Linked DNA regions of Rattus norvegicus: region 1 is linked to region 2. A link is a contact called in public Hi-C data. All regions are on one chromosome and are shown on one strand. Each heading gives the region's core, a stretch centred on a gene start, on an enhancer-like site or on the middle of the called end of the contact. The rest is flanking DNA. Distances are from core to core; before and after follow the strand shown.

Region 1 (3,773 bases), core at 477-2,976, 120 kb after region 2:
GTGTCCTTTGTACCCATCTCAGTCTAGTCTCCTCCAGTGTATTAGTTTGTCCTTACTGAAAGTATTCTCCAAGAGACAAGCTATGTTCTAGCTCACTACCATCCAAATGCCTCCCACACCAATTGGCAATCTCTTTTTGCTATTGCCATTGCTCCATTCTTACATGCAGTTTCAATTATTAATTTTACTGATTACGGTATTGGTTGGGTTTTTATTAACATCCCACATAATCCTGGTGACTGTCTTGCAACAAGGAAGAGATTAATGTAGAATCCTTTCCTAATTGAGGAAGAGAGAGTCTCTGAAGTGTTAAATATTTAAGATGAGAGCCAAAGATTATGGGAGATAGGCCAGGGATAAGTATAGAGCCTAAGCTCTCAGGATTGAAGAATAAAGTATCCCTTGATGGTCATTTGGATAGATGGAACTGGGATAGGCTCAGCACAGCTAGGATCTGCAGTACTTCAGTGAACAGGCAGAGATGGGGTTAAGCAGAGAGACCACATATCACAAGGGCCTGATATATCTAGATGTTTGGTTGATGTGTAAACAGTATACTGATAAAATTAAATTATCTGTGGGAGGTAGTTGGAAAATCAAGACTGATAAAATACTAGGTCGCAGCATTGAAATTAGTTAAAGAAAATGTTAATATTGTTATATTCAAAAATGGAGGATAAATTGTTTATCAAATGAGCATTGATATGCAAAATACAGACTTCACTGTGTCTTCTTCCTTTTACTTGGCAAATGCTGTTGTTATGAACTGAAGTAAGGGATGATGCCATTTTCTTGGAAGAACAATATTGCTTGGTATCATAACTGTGTGATATTAACTGCTTTCAACTATACCGCAGAACAACATATTCTAAATATAGGCTTTGGAGTTTATAAAGTTGAGATTCAACCTTGCTTTCAGTAGACAGTGACTGAATGACTTTAGGAAAGGCAGTTTTTCTCTCATATACTTTTTATTAACATATACTGTATTAATAAAATAGTCTGTATAGTCCATATGATAATACAACTTATTTTGGTGTTGTCATCGATGCATACTATACATTTTGATGACCTCCTCCCATAACTTTCATAGATTGCCCTGCTACTCCTGCTGCTTCCTGTTCTTTCCCATAAAAGGACTTTTTAATAGTCATATCTATCACCTTGTCAGTTTTCTCATTTGACAGCTATGATAATAATTAATGTCAAATATTGTTGAAAGATTAGAAGTCAAATATAGAAAGCAACCAAAGCGGAGTTGCTATCATATTTGATCCAACTTACTCTATCTGCACTTTTCTTTTCCCCCTTTTTCCTGTTTTTCCTTTGTATCTTCCTCTTTTCTTTCCTTCCCCTTCCTTCCTTCCTTCTTTCCTTCCTTCCTTCCTTTCTTTCTTTTTTTGTTTTTAAGATCAGGTCTCTATATTTAGTCCACGCTGCTTCTAAACCAATGATCCTCAGCCTCAAATTCCCAATGCACAGGATTAGTGTATGCCCCACAAAGTACTTCTGTGTCTGCCTTTGGTTTGTTTGTTGTTTTGTATTTTAAAGACAAGGTCTTACTCTGAAGTATAGCTTAGCCCAAATGAACCTTGAAGTAATCAATTCTTCAAGTGTTGGGAATATGCTACTACACCCAGTAGTTGATTAAGGTCAAGGTTCAGCAAACCACAGACCAGGACTATGTTTTTATAAATAAAGTCTAATTGGAACACAGCCATAACAGTTTGCTTGCATGTTGTCTGTGTCTACTTTTCTTCTATGACAGCAGAGTTGCAACAGACTCTGTATGACCTGTAATACTTTAAATATTTACTATCTTAACAGGCATTTTTTAGATGTCTCCTTTACAAAGTCCTTTCTCTTTAGTTCTTTTCACTTTGTTTTTCTTTCATAGTTTGGTTCTCATTATGTAGCCCTAGCTTGCTTAGAATTTGTAGATAAATCTGACCTTAAACTTTTGATCCTCCTGCCTCTGGTTCCCTAGTGTTGGGATTAGACATGTGCTATCACTAGGTTTTCTCTTTGATCCTGTGTTTGTGCTGATAGAGTATAAGTCAAATGTATGACTAAATACAGAAGTTATAACAAGAGTTTTATGCTATACGTACACAGACACACACAGAGATCTAGGAGGACAAATTTATATTGAAGTTTCTTCAGAAAACCAAGTAAATGATTGAAAAGTACTGCACTTTAGCCCATAGTTCTAGTTTATGAATTTGTACACCAGGCTAATTTCGGTATGCCACTGTCTGGTAATGATTAATGTAAGCTACATTTGCCTAGAACATCTAATCAGCAGATGTCCTTGAATGTCTTCTTTTCACACTTAACCAGTGATAGAATCTAAACACACACACACACACACACACACACACACACACAGAGAGAGAGAGAGAGAGAGAGAGAGAGAGAGAGAGAGAGAGCGAGAGCACGCATAAGCTTCTCAAGCTTCTGTAATATAAGAAGTAAAAATCAAACAAAGTATATGAACAACTTAATCCATTAGATTCAGTGGCTCAAATAAAATTAACTATGCCCATAAGATATAGTGATAGATGTTTTTACATTTGATAGGCAATAAAAATTATTATGAAAAATGCTAGAAACAAACTAAAACAGTCCCAGGAAATTTTCATTCTCTGTTTTGTGATTTTTAATTCTTTTTAGGATTCTGTAATACACAATACTGTGTTCATTCTAGTGGTCCATTAAATAGTGGTTACAAGATGAAGTAATCTTTTAAAAACTAAGTTATATCAGTCTACCTATCTATCTATCTATCTATCTATCTATCTATCTATCTATCTATCTATATATCATTTATTTGTGTGTGCATATAATGGCACTAATGTGGAGCTCGGAAGAAAACTTGCCAAAGTTGGTTCTTGCCTTGTACCAATCGGTCTTGGGGATCAAAGTGAGGTCATCAGGCTTGTCAGTAAATGCTTTTACCTAATGAACTGTCTTACCAGCTTTGCTTTACAACTCCTTTTTGGTCAGGGTCTTGCTATATAACTCAAGTTGGCCTTAAACTCACAGCTATGTTCCTGTGTCAGTTTTCAAAGTGCTGGTATTATAGACTGGGGCTGTAAAGTGCAGCTCAATTCTATTATCTTTGTATATTTGTTTGTAATTTCTGTGCAGCGTTAGTCTGCACAGCTTCCGAACTCTTTCAGAAACCTCTGTGCTGTGCTCTATACTGCCCTCTGCTGCCAGTTCTCAGAAACATCAGATTCTTGGTAAATCAACTAGAACTCTTCCTAAATTCAGGCAATAGTCATGTTTCGGAACACTCTAAAGATAATGGAATACTCAATTTAAACACAAGCAGCCGAGTGTCTGAAAAGTTAAGTGGTGTGATTGTAAATTCTGTTTTATAACAGAGAGTGTCTGAGTGCCTGGTGACTTTGGATGCATTGTTCCAAAGCTGCTCAATTTTAATACCTGAAACTAAAACGGGATCTCTTCAGTACTCCCGAAACTCCTGCTGTCTTTACAAAGGTCTGTGACAAGGCAATGTGGTGTGCATCATGGGGCATTATTACAGATACCAGAAAGTTTCAGAGGCTCCCACCTTCCTATTCTTGGAAGCTGATTTTATTGACTTTAAGCAGTAACTTAACTCTCTGGTGGAATCAGTCTTCCTCCTTCTGTCTCTCCCTCTGTCATTTCAGACATGGTCTGTCAGTGGAGTCCTGGCTGGCCTGGGTCATAGCATAGAGATAAAGCTGTCCTCCTCCTGTGTTTGGCTCTCAAGTGCTAGTCTT
Region 2 (4,339 bases), core at 568-3,067:
CTATCCATAAATATAGACCCTCGTGCTTAGCATGAAATGGTCATTTTGATCTGACCAACTGCAGTGGCATGGAACAGATGGCGTGGGAAAGAAGTTTGTGTATCTGCTTATTGGCTGAAGCTTTGTTAGTCTAGTCTGGCTTCAGCTCGATGTTCCCGTTTCTGGCCCAAGAAGGTGCACTGACCTATGTAATCACCGCAGGTGATATCTTGGGTTGAATAGCTCTGCTCTAAGTGTTCTCATCATCTTTGGGTCAGTGAGGTTTTCCCTTGCACGTATTTTCCAGGTGATGGCAAAAGGCAAATGGAACTGGGCATGGTGGCACACACTTGTAATCCTGGAAGTTAAGAAGCTGAAGCAGGAGAATCACTATTAAAGCCATCCTGAGATACTCTATCAGTTAATTTTCTATTGCTGGGATAAAATTGCACGGCCAAGGCAACTTAAGGATGAGTTAATTTGATGTAAGGTTCCAGAAATATAACAGTTCATCAGGTGGGGAGGCCTAGTAGCAAGAGACAGACATGATGGCAGGACTGGAAAGCTGAGAGCTCACATCCTGAATCACAGGCACAAAGCAGAGACAGTGAACTGGAATTGATACAAGGTTGTGAACCTCCATGCTTCTGCACAATGATAGACTTCCTCCTACAAGCTGTCTTTCCTGAACTTTACTAAGCAGTGCCACCAATAGGAAACCATGTTTTCAAATATCTGAACCTATCGGGGGACATTCTCATTCAAACCACTACTTTCCATCCCTGGCCTGTAGACCTAATGACCCTGTTATAATACAAAATGCATTTAGCCCAACTTGAAAGTCCCCATAATCTTTCAAATTCAACACTCCTTAAAAGTTCAGCATCTCTTCTGAGAATCAAGACAGTCTCTAAACTGCATAACAACACTGAAAAATCAAAAGTTCCATACTTCCAACACATAGTAGCACAGAATATACATTACCTTTCAAAGTGAACAAATGGGATCAGTGTATGGATATTGCACCATAGAAAGACTGAAACTCAGTAGGGAAGTGTCAAACCCTACAATTCCATGTTGTATGCTGGAACTTTAGTTTCAAAAGCTTACTTGGATCTGCTCCTCTAACTTTGCTGCTTATAAGCTTATATGCTATAGCATATACCTCTGTCATGGGCTGGTTCCACACTCTGTATGCATCCTTTCTTGCCAGACATCCCATGACTCTGGCATATCCAACATCTTGGAGCTCCACTGCACTCCAGACTTTACTCCAACAGCTTCATGCAATGATCTCTCATAGTTTCCTTTCCTCAAAAGAGCCTTCATGCATGGAATCTACTGCTACACGCTGTCTGACCTCAGTGCCTCTTTGAAACAATGTAGGAAGAATATAAAACCCTTTCACTCTTGCTTCCTTTGTGTTTCTAAAGCCAGAACCATGTAGATGACACTGTTAAGTTTGGCTGCTTGATTGAGGTGGCCCCTCCCCTCCTTTGAATTACATTAGTAACAGATCCTTAATGGTACTAGTCCCTTTATTTCTTACAGCAAGAGCCTTGGTTGCAACATTAAGCCTCTTAGTGCTCCTTATTTTTCTTCAGACTGTGCGTTTTGTATTTCTTTCAACATCATTTGTCCTTTCTTATTGTAAACCTCCATAATAATTATTAATAATAACAATGCAATAAATTCAGTATCATGCTGCCTTGAAATTGCCTCCACCAAAGAAACTAATCGATCAAATTTCAATTTAGCCTCAGTCCAGGTCTTAGTGCAAGGTCAGAATGCAACTAGATTCATTGCCAAACATCACAGACTGGCCTCTGACCTACTTCCTAATATTGTCCCTCTCTGAAACCTCTTCAGCTGGGCCTCCACAGTCCACATTTTTCTCAGCGCTACTGTCTTCTAGATACATACTAGAAAGGCTCTGTACACTCTTCCCACAGCATTTAACCATTCTCCTGGTACAAACTTCCAAAGCTTTCCACATTCCTCTAAAAATGTGTCAGATTCTTGACAGCAACAGTTCCTACTCTCTGGTACCAACGTCTGTACTGCTTTATTTTCTGTTGCAGTGGAAAAATGCATTGACCAAGGCAACTTAAGGAAGAGAGAGTTTATTTTGGATGATGATATAAAGGAATGAGTCTGTTATGCTAGAAAAGCATAGTAGCAAGACATTGTGGTAGGCACTGAAAGCTCACAGCTCACATCTTGAAAGGCAAGCACAAAGAAGGGGTAGTGACCAGAAAGTGGCAAAAGGCTTTTAATATCTCTCTCTCTCTCCCTCCCTCCCTTCTTCCCTCCCTCCCTCCCTCCCTCTCTCCCTCTCTCCTTCTCTCCCTCTCTCTCCCCCTTTCCCTCTCTCTCTATAATATTTAAAAGATTTATTTATTTATACACTGTAGCTGTCTTCAGACACACCAGAAGAGGGCATCGGATCCCATTATAGATAATTGCGAGCCACCATATGGTTGCTGGGGATTGAACTCAGGACCTCTGGAAGAGGAGTCAGTGTGCTTATCTGCTGAGCCATCTCTCTAGCCCAGGTTTTGAACCTCAAAGTGTGACTCCAGCTATAAATTTTTTCTAGTAAGACTGCATCTCCTAAACCTCCCCGAACTGTGCCATCAACTGTAGACCAAGTGTTCAAATATCAGATATATGATGTCTCCTATGGAAGACATTATCACTCAAACCACTGCAGCTACATAGCAATATCCTTTTAAAAGAAAAGTGCAGGAGGACAAAGAAAATATGCTACCCCAATCAAGAATCAAAACTTGCACCTGGATACTTCCATTCAAGTTTTATTCTCCAAAGTAACTTATATTATCCAATCACAAAGTCCAGGGACAGGAGTATAAATACTCCATAATATGAACTTAGCATGACTGCATCCAAGTGTGAGCCTGAAGAATCAAAGCTGACAGTGCCACCTAGCACATCTTTCCCCTTTGATGACTTATGTCATCATTGGACCAACACAGATGAAAATCATGGTGACTAATGATAGGAATTGAAGACATAAATTCAGGTGATAGAACTGACTTCTTTGTAATACTCACTTTTAAGGTTGCTAACCATCAAAATCTTGACATTTAAATGAGTAAAGGAAGCCAGGAATAGTGACTCAGATCTGTAATCTGTGTTTAGGAGGCTAATGCAGGAAAGGTTATTGTGCATTCCAGGAAAGCCTGAACTACACAGTGAAATCCTGTCTTAAAGAGTCAATTTAACAGGGCTATAGAGATGGCTCTGTGGTTAAGAGCACTGGCTGTTCCTCCAGAAGACTCAGGTCAAATTCCTAGCACCCACATGGTAGTTCACAACAGTCTATAACTCCAGTTACATGGGATCTGATGACTTCTTATATATCACAGACATTCATGCAGATGAAACACCTGTACATATAAAATTATTTTTAAATTTAAAATACCCCCATACCTATATTATTATGTAGGCCTGTTTCCTATTTGTGGATTATTGTTTATATACAGGGGTGAGGACAGGCACAAGATAAGGCAAGGCCTGTAATTGGGCAGTGAAAAAGTAAAGTAGGCGAAGAGTTTAGAATTGGCAGGAAAGAGAGAAGTGGGTGGAGGAGGAGAAGATGGAGGAGGAGAAGGATGACCCATCTCTGTGTGGCTTTATATAGCCACAGGTAGCTTTGAAAATCTTATAAGGGATGGATAATTACAGGACAATTTGTCTTACCTAGGTGGGCAATTTATATAAATATTAATTGGCTCTGAGTATATTATGTGGATGTTTTTGTGGATTGAGAATTTAAGATATAAATCTGATTGCTAAATTACAAGGTTATTGAGTTTGATTTTAATGGGTTACTGGGAGTTGTGACTATAACCACAGGGGCAGATGCTGGGAATGTGAGCAAAGCTCGCAGCAGAGAGACACAAGATAGACAGCCTAGACAGTCAGGTGCCGATGAGGCTAGTCTTTTAGGTAGCGAGATCACCCCAGGACTCAGAGAGTAGCAGGAATGGAAATTGGGAATTTAGTGAGTCAGGTAGAGAGGAGACGATTTGAGAACTCTGGGCCAGAGAGTCTGCTGAGATGGAAATGTCCCGCTAGTGCCATGTGGCCCGCTGGTGCTGGGGCTAGCATGTCATGGTGTCTCCCCATCTTTTTTTTAATTTACCACAACACATTTCTGGTATTTTGGTTGCTTGCCTTGCTTACATAGCCCAGGGTGCACTCAAACCCACTATACTGCTGAGGATGACTTTGAAATTCTGATCCTCTTGCAGATTGCGGCAGCTCTAGTTTTTGTTTCTGAGACAGAGTGATGTGTTCTAGGCTGGCTTCAAACTTGCCGTGTAGCCAATTCTAA

Evidence for each region. Hi-C and Micro-C count contacts between places; a contact is called where the count stands out from the background.
Region 1: a Hi-C map of liver shows a contact between it and region 2, with 5 times the contacts expected there. The contact joins two enhancer-like sites. A contact is called at or near these places in 2 of 12 Hi-C or Micro-C datasets (the A7r5 cell line and liver).

What each region holds. Positions count from the first base shown.
Region 1 is chrX:54,360,660-54,364,432 of GRCr8, forward strand. All of the region lies in intron 1 of Tasl (TLR adaptor interacting with endolysosomal SLC15A4), which reads left to right. Among named protein-coding and RNA genes, the nearest start is that of Tasl, 7.8 kb to the left of the region's middle. Within about 2 kb of position 1,727, at least 1 of the 93 cell types and tissues checked has an H3K27ac peak or open chromatin away from gene starts, as enhancers often do. A contact at or near this core is called in liver, where this site is marked.
Region 2 is chrX:54,238,839-54,243,177 of GRCr8, forward strand. No RefSeq gene overlaps it. Among named protein-coding and RNA genes, the nearest start is that of Gk, 51 kb to the left of the region's middle. Within about 2 kb of position 1,818, at least 2 of the 93 cell types and tissues checked have an H3K27ac peak or open chromatin away from gene starts, as enhancers often do. A contact at or near this core is called in liver, where this site is marked.